Linked DNA regions of Pan troglodytes: region 1 is linked to region 2. Evidence: chromatin contacts called from public Hi-C data. All regions are on one chromosome and are shown on one strand. The core of a region is the stretch at or near the end of the contact, and the rest is flanking DNA. Distances in the headings are between cores, read along the strand shown.

The links. A called contact is a pair of places that touch in the nucleus more often than the background predicts.
Region 1: a Hi-C map of stem cell-derived neural progenitor cells shows a contact between it and region 2, with 7 times the contacts expected there. The contact joins two enhancer-like sites. A contact is called at or near these places in 1 of 7 Hi-C or Micro-C datasets (stem cell-derived neural progenitor cells) and 1 of 1 datasets of contacts at active chromatin or transcription factors (stem cell-derived excitatory neurons).

The regions. Positions count from the first base shown.
Region 1 is chr4:122,491,544-122,496,283 of NHGRI_mPanTro3-v2.0_pri, forward strand. All of the region lies in intron 2 of ZNF608 (zinc finger protein 608), which reads right to left. Among named protein-coding and RNA genes, the nearest start is that of ZNF608, 9.6 kb to the right of the region's middle. Within about 2 kb of position 2,293, at least 7 of the 24 cell types and tissues checked have an H3K27ac peak or open chromatin away from gene starts, as enhancers often do. A contact at or near this core is called in stem cell-derived neural progenitor cells, where this site is marked.
Region 2 is chr4:122,161,836-122,166,922 of NHGRI_mPanTro3-v2.0_pri, forward strand. The region is part of intron 1 of LOC134810102 (a long non-coding RNA gene); the gene reads right to left. Among named protein-coding and RNA genes, the nearest start is that of ZNF608, 340 kb to the right of the region's middle. Within about 2 kb of position 2,101, at least 9 of the 24 cell types and tissues checked have an H3K27ac peak or open chromatin away from gene starts, as enhancers often do. A contact at or near this core is called in stem cell-derived neural progenitor cells, where this site is marked.

The sequences.
Region 1 (4,740 bases), core at 1,043-3,542, 330 kb after region 2:
TCCACTTCTTAAAACATACTACTAACACTTTTTTTAAAAATTCTCTGCCACATGACAAAAACCAGAATCGAGTTGACTGGTAGAAGATCAGTGCAACCAAAGACCAAGCTATTATTTCAAACTGTCAGGGGAAGGCAGTAAAATTGCTACCAGGTCTCCTTAAGTTACCCTTCAATAAAAAGAAGCCATCAGGGAAATAAGAGGAAAAGAAAACACATCAAAACCTTAAAAGTCCCTTTAAGTAAAATTATACGTCTGTGGCACCATGCCATCTGCTCTCTGGTTAGCATAATAAGCCAATTCCACAACCTAAATATCTGCTTTCTGAAATCATTATGTACAACACAAAATATAATCAATATATTTTTACTTGCTTTTTAAACTGTAAAAGCTACATTCATGTGGCATTATTATTGGAATATGCCTAAATGTCCCTGTAGACACATTTTTCTTAAGGTGCTAGCTGACAATGAGGATTCCCAGGAGGCAGAAAGCTCAGTAGTTGGGTTGGAATAGTCACAGTGAATAATAATCAAACTAGGTCGGGGGGTGGAAATGAGAAAGAAGAGTAAGTGGCTTTGAAAAATCCACAGAAGTATTTGTTCATCATTTCAAACCTATTTGTTCTAACTGAAACACCTTTTCCTTTGAGTTCTCTATTACGATTACAATATATACCTTTAAGTTTTCATTTAGTTTCACTGGGGGGAAAAGCCTTCTGAATACCAGATGGGATCCCTGTGGTTCAAGGCCCACAGACCTAGCAAAATATAAGTATTTGCTTTGTGATCATTTCAGTTCTTAAGGCAAAACCCATCATCTTTTCTACTACATTCCCAAAGGTATTTCTAAGAAAAATTTAGCAAATATGCAAAATTCAGCTTTAGGAGCAAAGTCTCACTTTGGATATGCAAGAGGTTGCATATCCTTTGAGCTCTCAAAATAACATTACAAACAGCCCAACTGCTGGTCAATCAACTATGAATAGTTTAACAACCTTTCATTCAGTTGCAAAGGCTTTGTTCCCATTGCCAAAACCTTGAGCTTAAATTAAAAAGAACTTGTGACAGGGAGCAAGTAGTCACTAGTGAAACTGCAGTTGGGAGAAAGAATTAGACACAGAGGGAGAGGTCCATATATTCTGCAACAGAGTGGAACGTAAAACCAACAGTGAACATTTTTTAAAGAATACAGCCCATACTAACTAAATACTCCCAATCCAACATCTGTATATGCAGTTACAACATTTATATACACACACCTATGAAATACCAGTTACAGGGCACCAATATCATACACATATTACTTACTCTCTAATGACAATCTAAGTCATCACTGAGGCAGGGAGCTCACCTGTTCTCCATCCCTTTAATCTTCAATGACTACATTAGGAGAGTATTATGATCATTTATCAACAAGAATCCTAGTGAAGAAAGGTTATTTTCCCTAAGATGTTGCTAACAAGGATAGCCCAGTATTTCCTTAGTTCTGACTTCCATATAACACAGGAATGTAATACAAGTAATTTAGGAATAAACTGTTTTGTATTCAAGCAAAACCCTTGATGTTCAGATTGCTGGCAAGTTCAGAGGGCTGGCAATCAAAACTATGTTGTGCTGCAGTAATTACTATGAAAAACTTCCAGTGCTTAATATTAAAGAATAGAATAACATGATCCTGCCACCTCTTCTACACCTCTAGAGTGTGTTCAACGTGGCAATTATCTTCCTTCAAGAAGCAGAGAGTTTAAACTGCATTGAAACTCAATTATACTCATGACTTTTGAAAACATACACTCCGAGTCAGGTTTCATCACATTCAAATCACTGCACAATATCTTATGAAACAGATTTTATCCCCCTCCCACAAGACATCTTCAAGCATAAAAATGACTTATTTTCAGCTCTGTACCCACTTTTCACTTCATTAAAGTAGAGGGGTGGCTGAGCAATGCTGAAAGACAAAGAAGGATCTCAACTGATAAAAACAATTCAACGTGCAGCTCTCCCACACGTCATTACCCAGGCAGCCTAGAGCTGCCACCACGTTAAAAAAGCAGATCACACACTTGTTAACAAAAAGCACATTACTTTGCTACTTTTAAGAATGCAAAGAACTAGGAGTAGTAGATTTATGATTTAAGTGCTTGTGGCTAAAATAGCTTTCCAATTATCAAGGGCCTCTTAGGAAGAGCAAGAATGCATTATGTGTTAATGACCACAACCAGGGGTCCCTTTCTCGACTCTTTTGTCAGAACCCAAGCAGATCCTCCCCGCAGCTTCACCATTAACATGTCTGTTTCCTGTCAGGCCACTCAGAGATAATGTCATTTATCTCAGGGAGGCACAAGCCCAGTCATTAGCTTCAATAAAAGACCTCAAACAAAGGCCGGATAATGTTTTACCCAGGGCTCTAACTAAACCCAGAACCAAGATTCTTAGTGTCTAAAAGTCAAGGACTCAAAAGTTACCCTTCCTTAAAAGGATATTTTCCTCATTATCAACAATCCTAACTTACAGCTCTGAACAAGAGCAAGGTCTATGTATAGTAAACACCAGTCCACAGCAATATCACACACAATTAGATTAACTGATAAACGCTGACCAGAGTTGGCGTGAGAGCCTTTTCCCCTCCTTGCCTCCAGGGGGAAAATTGACAGAATAATTCAAGTACTGACTAAATAGTCAGCTCTTTGGAAAAGCTGACCGCTCATTGTGATTGCCTGCAGGAACTGTATAACCATTATAAAGTGTTCAATGGCTGGGCTTCTGGAAATCTTTTAAATAAAAGTGGAACTGGTTAAAATAAATGCAGGAACATGTGTTTTCACAGTGTTGCTCATATTACTGCAATTTCAAGTTTCTATGAAGTACCAGGTGAACTTTTTTAAATTAAAAAAAAATACACGCGCACACACAGACACCGTCGAAATTGGAGCAAATCACAGCCATTCAATCCCTCTTTTTCATGCTGAAAACGAAGAACAGATGGTACTTTCCATGTTGTTTGAATCTGGTTATTGAACACCTCTGTGGTTAGGGAGATTTCTGCTTAGCACTTTCGGCATACATTTCATTTACTAACTATAAAATGCTGCTTAGGAAAAATAAGTCTTTATAACAGTCTAATTAAAACCATCTTGCAGCCAAGCAATTTCACTTGAAGAGCATTCTTAACTTCATGACATTTGGACTATCAATCCCTCCCCCCACCGTTTTTTACAGACTATTTGCAAAGTTATTAAAAGTTGCAAAACATTATTTATCTCCTATAGGACAATCTTGATCAGTTATGCATATTCCTTCTCTCTCCAGCAAAGCAAACGGATTTCACACCCCAAAGTCAGAATTCAGTGATGGGTCTGATTACACAAATACCTAAGTTCCATGTGTTCTTGGGGAAAGGGCAGCCCCTCCCTCAAAAAGCCCTGTCACCCTGTGAGGAGGCCTATAGAAAAGTAAGGAGCTGGATCAATGCTGATTGGAAGCCACCCTTAGTTACCAACATTTTTAACAGCTAAATCTCTTATGTAGCTTTCAAAACAGTTTGCTGTCCAACAACAATGGACTCTGTTCTTTAATTATAGCAAGTGACCCCTCTGCCCTTTTATTTCACAGTAGATACACTACACTCTAGGCAGAATTCATATGGGACACTATATTTGAAAAAAAAAAAAAGCATAATGTCCACAAAACTCATTAATCAAAATATGTTCTTAAACTGCTCACACTCACTTAGAAAATGTGCCAGAATTCCCTGGTGAAGTATAAAAAGGCCTCTACAAAAGAATAAAATAAAATGAATGATATCCTTTATGGACAGGTCCATTTGTAGACACCACCTTTATGACCAGGGCCATCTTAATGAAAGCAATATGATATTACAGAAATAATTCTCTTCCCTGAATAGGTATTGAGACACAACTATATGACCTCTGTGCCTTTCACTTCTGTTTAAGTATCAGCCACTTTTAGGATTTTTGAGTTTTTGTATATATTTTTGAATTTTCCAGAAATCAAATAAACCCATCAACTTTACATATAAACTGTTTATTTATAAAGCCCAGCTGAATGCCTCCCTATCTGATAAGTCAAAACTGTAAGATGGCTAGGAGGATACATAAAGAAGAGCTTTAATACAAGGCTATTATGCTTCACAAGAAAGGAGGGGAAGGTGGAGAGGCAGGTTTTAACAACCAAAAGCCAACCCATCAAATCTACTTATTCAGACATGTCACTGGTGGCTTAACCACAAAATGGGCTACAGAAATATAGCTCAAACATCTTAGAATTATGGCATGTTTTGATTTTGTTCACGTATTAAGGGAGTGGCGACTTTTACAACATACTTGTGGTTTCCACATAAAGGAGTAGAACACTCATTGATTTAATTAGGTTTCATAAGGTCCAATTCATCATGTTTTACATGACTTTGTGTAGTGAAGAAACAGAATAAACAGACCAAAAATAGACATTTAAGCATGCATGCTATGAAAATTAACCGGTGACAGCAAGTCTTATGAATCTCCTGTGAACCTTCCAACCAGAAAAAAAAAAAAAAAATGCACACACACATACACTCCCCTTTGGTTTTCACATGTGGCCCCTCACGAGCCACATCTGATTGCTGAAAATTAATAATCTTCACTCTCCAGGCACTTACTCTTCACAAACTCAGATAATCAAGCCAGGCTGAAGGAAATTAAAACATTGTATAAAAAATGTCAAAAAACCTCAGTGT
Region 2 (5,087 bases), core at 851-3,350:
CATTCCCAATGTTGAAAGTCTTCTGACTTTCATGAAACCTCTTCAGAGTGAATGAAAAGAGGTGAAGATGCTCATTAGCTTGTAATTCCTGAATGTGACTGTGTCCTAAATTCTTCAAGATGCCATAAGCAGAATGTTTGTACATCAAATGCGTGTTTTTATCATTATTTCTCTTTTAATAAGCGCAACATTACACTCTATAGAATGGAAATTATTTATTTAAATACAGATTTTATAAAGGGTTTTCTATGATGTTCAACCTGTCAGTATTTTATCAGGCTACAAAACTTAATTTGGATTATTCAGCCTTAAAAAGGAAGGAAATTCTTACCTATGCTACAATATGGAAGAAGTTGTCATAAAGGTTGACAACTTTATGCTAAGAAAAATGACCAGTCACAAAAAGACAAATATTGCATAATTCCACTTATAAAAGGTACTTAAAGTAGTCTAAACCATAGAGACAGAAAATAGAATTGTGGTTGTCAGGGTCTGGGGGGTGGTGTAAATAGGGAGTTATTGCTTAATGGGTATGGAATTTCAGATTTACAAAATGAAAAGCATTATGGAGATTGATGATGTTGATGGTTACATAACATATGAACGTATTTAATACCACCAATCTACACAATTAAAAATAGTGAAGATGGCAAATTTTATGTTATGTGTATTTTACCACAATCATAATAATAATAATTTTTAAATAAAACTTAATTTTGTCTTGCTTTACTAAATACTATCCTCCTTCTAGTTATTTTTGCCTCTGGCACCATGATCCAATAAGCCAAACATGAGTATCAAACAACAAACTGTTAAGAATTTATTACCACCTACCATGCACAAGGTATTTAAGGAATATTAGGAAATATAAAGCAATTTCTTCATAAAAGCCTGCAGAATTCTTTATAAGTTTTCACCTATCAAAAAATAAACACTTATGGAGTTTAAAAAATGGTGAACTCAAAGAGACATGAAGATTTCAGATGCTTGCAGAGTTTCCAGGCTCTAAGTAATTAGGTTTATTTCCATGTCTTCTCTCGGAAAGATGGGTACCAAGTCCACAGGAAGAAGTAAGTTCTTGGATAGATCCAGTGCAAGGTCAGTTTGCCTTAGCAGAGCACCAGAGTTCAGCAAAAGAATGAACATGTTCTAATGTCAAGGTAAGTAGTCTTGGGGGTGAGACCAGGTGAGAAGATGGTGACAGGGCTGGCAAAACTTGATGGGAAATGGGCATCTAAAAATTATAAGGTACTACACTTTCACTGCAAACCTGACCTCAGGTTGTTTCAATTTTATATCTCACGTTGCTGCCTCTAAAATGTATCCTTAATCATCTTAACAGTCATTGGCATGGCATTACTTTTCAACGTGGTATCATTAAATCAGGAATAGTAGTTTAAGGAGAGGAGCTAACACCTCCCAGGTGACCGGCCAGTGTCCTGCCCTCCATGCCATGAGGTGTAGGGAGGCAGAGTATGAAATCCTGACAGGAGCAGTGGGTTTACTTCCTAAGGGTTTGGTGAAGCAGAATAAGGGAGTGATAAAGATTAGGCCACAGTGACCTACTTTTAACACCAGCCACTAAGGCGCCTCAGTTGATTGTGAGCACTACACAGTAGAATGCTTTAGAACAAAGAGTGCGTAACGTGAATCTTGCACACAGAGAGGCGTTTGAAGCTTAAAAAATACCCAAATATACAATGGCCTCTTGTTTAATTATAGTAATTATTCATCAGACTCCAGATGTTAGGAAAGAAAAAAACTTTATCTTTTTATGATTAGAAGCATGAATCCTTTCAAATGTGTGTGTCACTGAAATGGAATGTATCTAATCATCAACTTGCAGCTGAAAGAGTGCCGAGTAAATAACTGAAGCCAATCCAGATACTTATTAAAAGAATTTGTTTCCAAAGGGAAAGACAAATACCTTCCATTTGAAAGAAATCAACCCTACAAAAAAGTCAAAAGTACTTGGGGCATTCTGGCAGCATCAGGACTTATTTTAAAACGTTCAATCAAATTCTTGTCCAAAATCCATTCATGGCTATGCCCTTATTGTGAGGCTGCTGCATTCTTTCAAAAGTGATTGAGAGGCCCAGAATTCAAGGTCTCACTAGTTATGCATCACTGAATCAGGGGAGAATGTAAGGCAGCCTCCCAGAAGACCAGGCCTGGAAATTCGTATCTGACGTCCAGTTCCTTAGGCTCCACCAAACTCCATGAAATTAAAGAGAAGGAAACAAACTTCTCTTTCTGCTGGGGTCCCAAACACATAATTGGACAATAATTACTGAGCAGTGGTAGCCAGCCTCTAAGGCAGCCCCCAGTGGTCTTCACCTCTTTATATTCATGCCCTTATGTAGTTTTTTTCCACTTTGAATATAGATGACCATGTGAGCAAGTGTATCACTTAGAAATGACAGTGTGTGTCTTCCCAGCCCAAGTCATAAAAGGCATTACCACTTCTAGCTTGCTCTCTGTCTCTCTTTCTCTTTCCCTCTCTTTCTTTCTGTCTCCTCCTCTCTCTCTCAGATCACTCACTTTGGGAGAAGCCAGCCACCATGCCAGTAGATACTCGAGATGCCCAACAAAAGTGACCACATGGTGAGAAACTAAGGCCCCTTATCCATAACCAGCACTAATTCGCCATGTAAGTCACCTTGGAATTGGATCCTCCAGCCTTGGTCTAGTCCTCAGATGACTGCAACCACACACAGCTACCATGTTGACTGCAATCTCAAAAAAAGACCCTGAGCCAGAATCACCATCTAAGCCCCTCCCATATTCCAGCCCCACAGAGTTATGTGAGATAATAAATGTTTATTATTTTGAACCACTAAGATTTGGGTTAATTTGTTACATAGTCATAGATAAATATTGCTAAGGGTAATCTTAAACTGCCTGACTGGATCCTTTCACCTTGAGGCCTCTCCATAAATAAAGCCATGCATTTCATTTCAGGCCCAAATAATAATTACATGGTGTGTGTGTGTGTGTGTGTGTGTGTGTGTGTGTGTGTGTGTGTGTGTTGGGGGAATCCACCTCTTCTACCCTATGATACAGAATACAGCTCAGGGATACCAAAACATACTATGCTTACTCATTTCATGGACACTCACATTAGGATATATGCTTCAAGAACTTTTTCTATCTGCATTTAAAAAAAGAGAAAATAGTAGCTTCACAAATTATTGAACTTAATTTATATATTTAAATCACCACCATCTTCAAGGTAATATGCCAAATGTAGGAGATATTCATAGATCTAAGAGTGTGCATAGACCCTGCACTCAAAGAACCTACTCTAGGGGGAAATGCAAGTATACATGCATCTGTAAAATAAAAATTCCACTAAAATATACAATAAATTTGTATAGTGATAATCAGGGACAAGCTAGAAGTTATTATTTGAAATTTGGTTCAGTAATAGGTAGGGCTTCAAATGGGCAAAAGAGGAACTGAGAAGCCATTTCAGAAGGAGGGTGCAGCATGAACCCAGGCAGCCTCAGAACCAGTGGGGAAGAAACCTCGGAATGTACTAGAAATACACCAAGGTTTTGCATATTGCAGCCAGGGATTTACATTTAGTTAAGTAGCCAGCAAGAGATATTGAAGTGTTGTGCAAACTGGGATGACCATATGAAAACTGCACTTCAGGAAAAATAATTGAATATATAGAGAACATATTAGAAGAGGGAAAGGCTGAAGGCAGTACCGTGAGAAGGCTGTGGTCATGGTCTAGACAGGAGGAACAGAAGTAGGAATTACAGAGCAGACAGCGAGAATAGAAAGGAGGAGTATATGTGAGAGGCAGAAATTATGGAGTCTGTAGGTTCTGCCACTAACAGGATGAAGCTAAAGTAGGGAAAAGTGGGAGAGGTTGGAGCAGACAAAGAAGACACAGGTGTTTCAGGCTAGGAGATGAACAGAATTAACAGAATTAGGGATGGACAGAAGCGGTGTCTGTACTGAGACTGGAGAACAAGGAGGTGAAAATTCAAATATAAATACACATTAGAACTCTCCAGCCTTCTGCTATATCATCCTCAGACTGCAGGTGGGTGTCTTTTGCAAGTACAAATACTTTGATTTGCATTGGAAACTGTCAGCTGGACTTGTGAATAACATATAAAACCATTCTGTATACCAATGCAAATATTCTTTGCATCAGCAGATAGAAATACTGAAAAGCTCCAAATTAGACATCACAACAAAAAAGCCTTTGTGGTTTTTGGCAAATAAGCTTTTTAAACAAAATCTGACCCCATCCCATCTTGAAATATGTCTTTTAAAAAACTCTTTGTCTTGCCATACTTTTATAAAATGGCTGAAAAATACCATCACCTAACTCAGTTTTCTCAACTTCTCAAATTCTTCCTGGCAGTTCAACTACGGAAAAATCAAAACCTGTCTTGCTCACGGGCAATCAGCTAATTCTGTGAAGTAGCATTCTCCATCTGATTTAAACACAGTTGCCCTTGTGTATTCTGAGCTTGTTCTATATACTTAGCTTGAAAAATGTCCAGATCTCAAAGATAGAGCTCTTCTAATCTACCAATGCCAAGGCTTCTATGCAAAGCTAGGGTATAAATCCAGATCTTCAAATTAAGCTGCTGGATTTATTTTTTTTCTATGCATATACATGAAGCAAATATTTACTAAATACAAGTTTATTTGCAAATTAGAACTGCTCCTGGCTAAGGTGCCATAATCAGCAGAGGAATATAAAAATAATAATAACAGCAACAACTTACCAGGGCCTTAGTAGCACCATTTTAAGCACTTTAGATATATTAACTCACTTAATTCTCATAATACTACAAGGAATTTTCTTTAAAGAGACAAGGTCTCATTCTATTGCTCAGACTGGAGTGCAGTGGTGCGATTATATCTCACTGCAGCCTTGAACTCCTGAGCCCAAGTGATCCTCCTGCCTCAGCCTCCCAAGTAGCATGTGCCACCATGCCCAGCTAATTCTCACAATAACGCTACAAAGGGGTTCAGTCAACATCTCAAGAGCCAAAGATTGAACTCAGGCATCCTCAGAGCCTGGGCTCGTAACCATTGGGCCTAAAAAGAGGAATTTT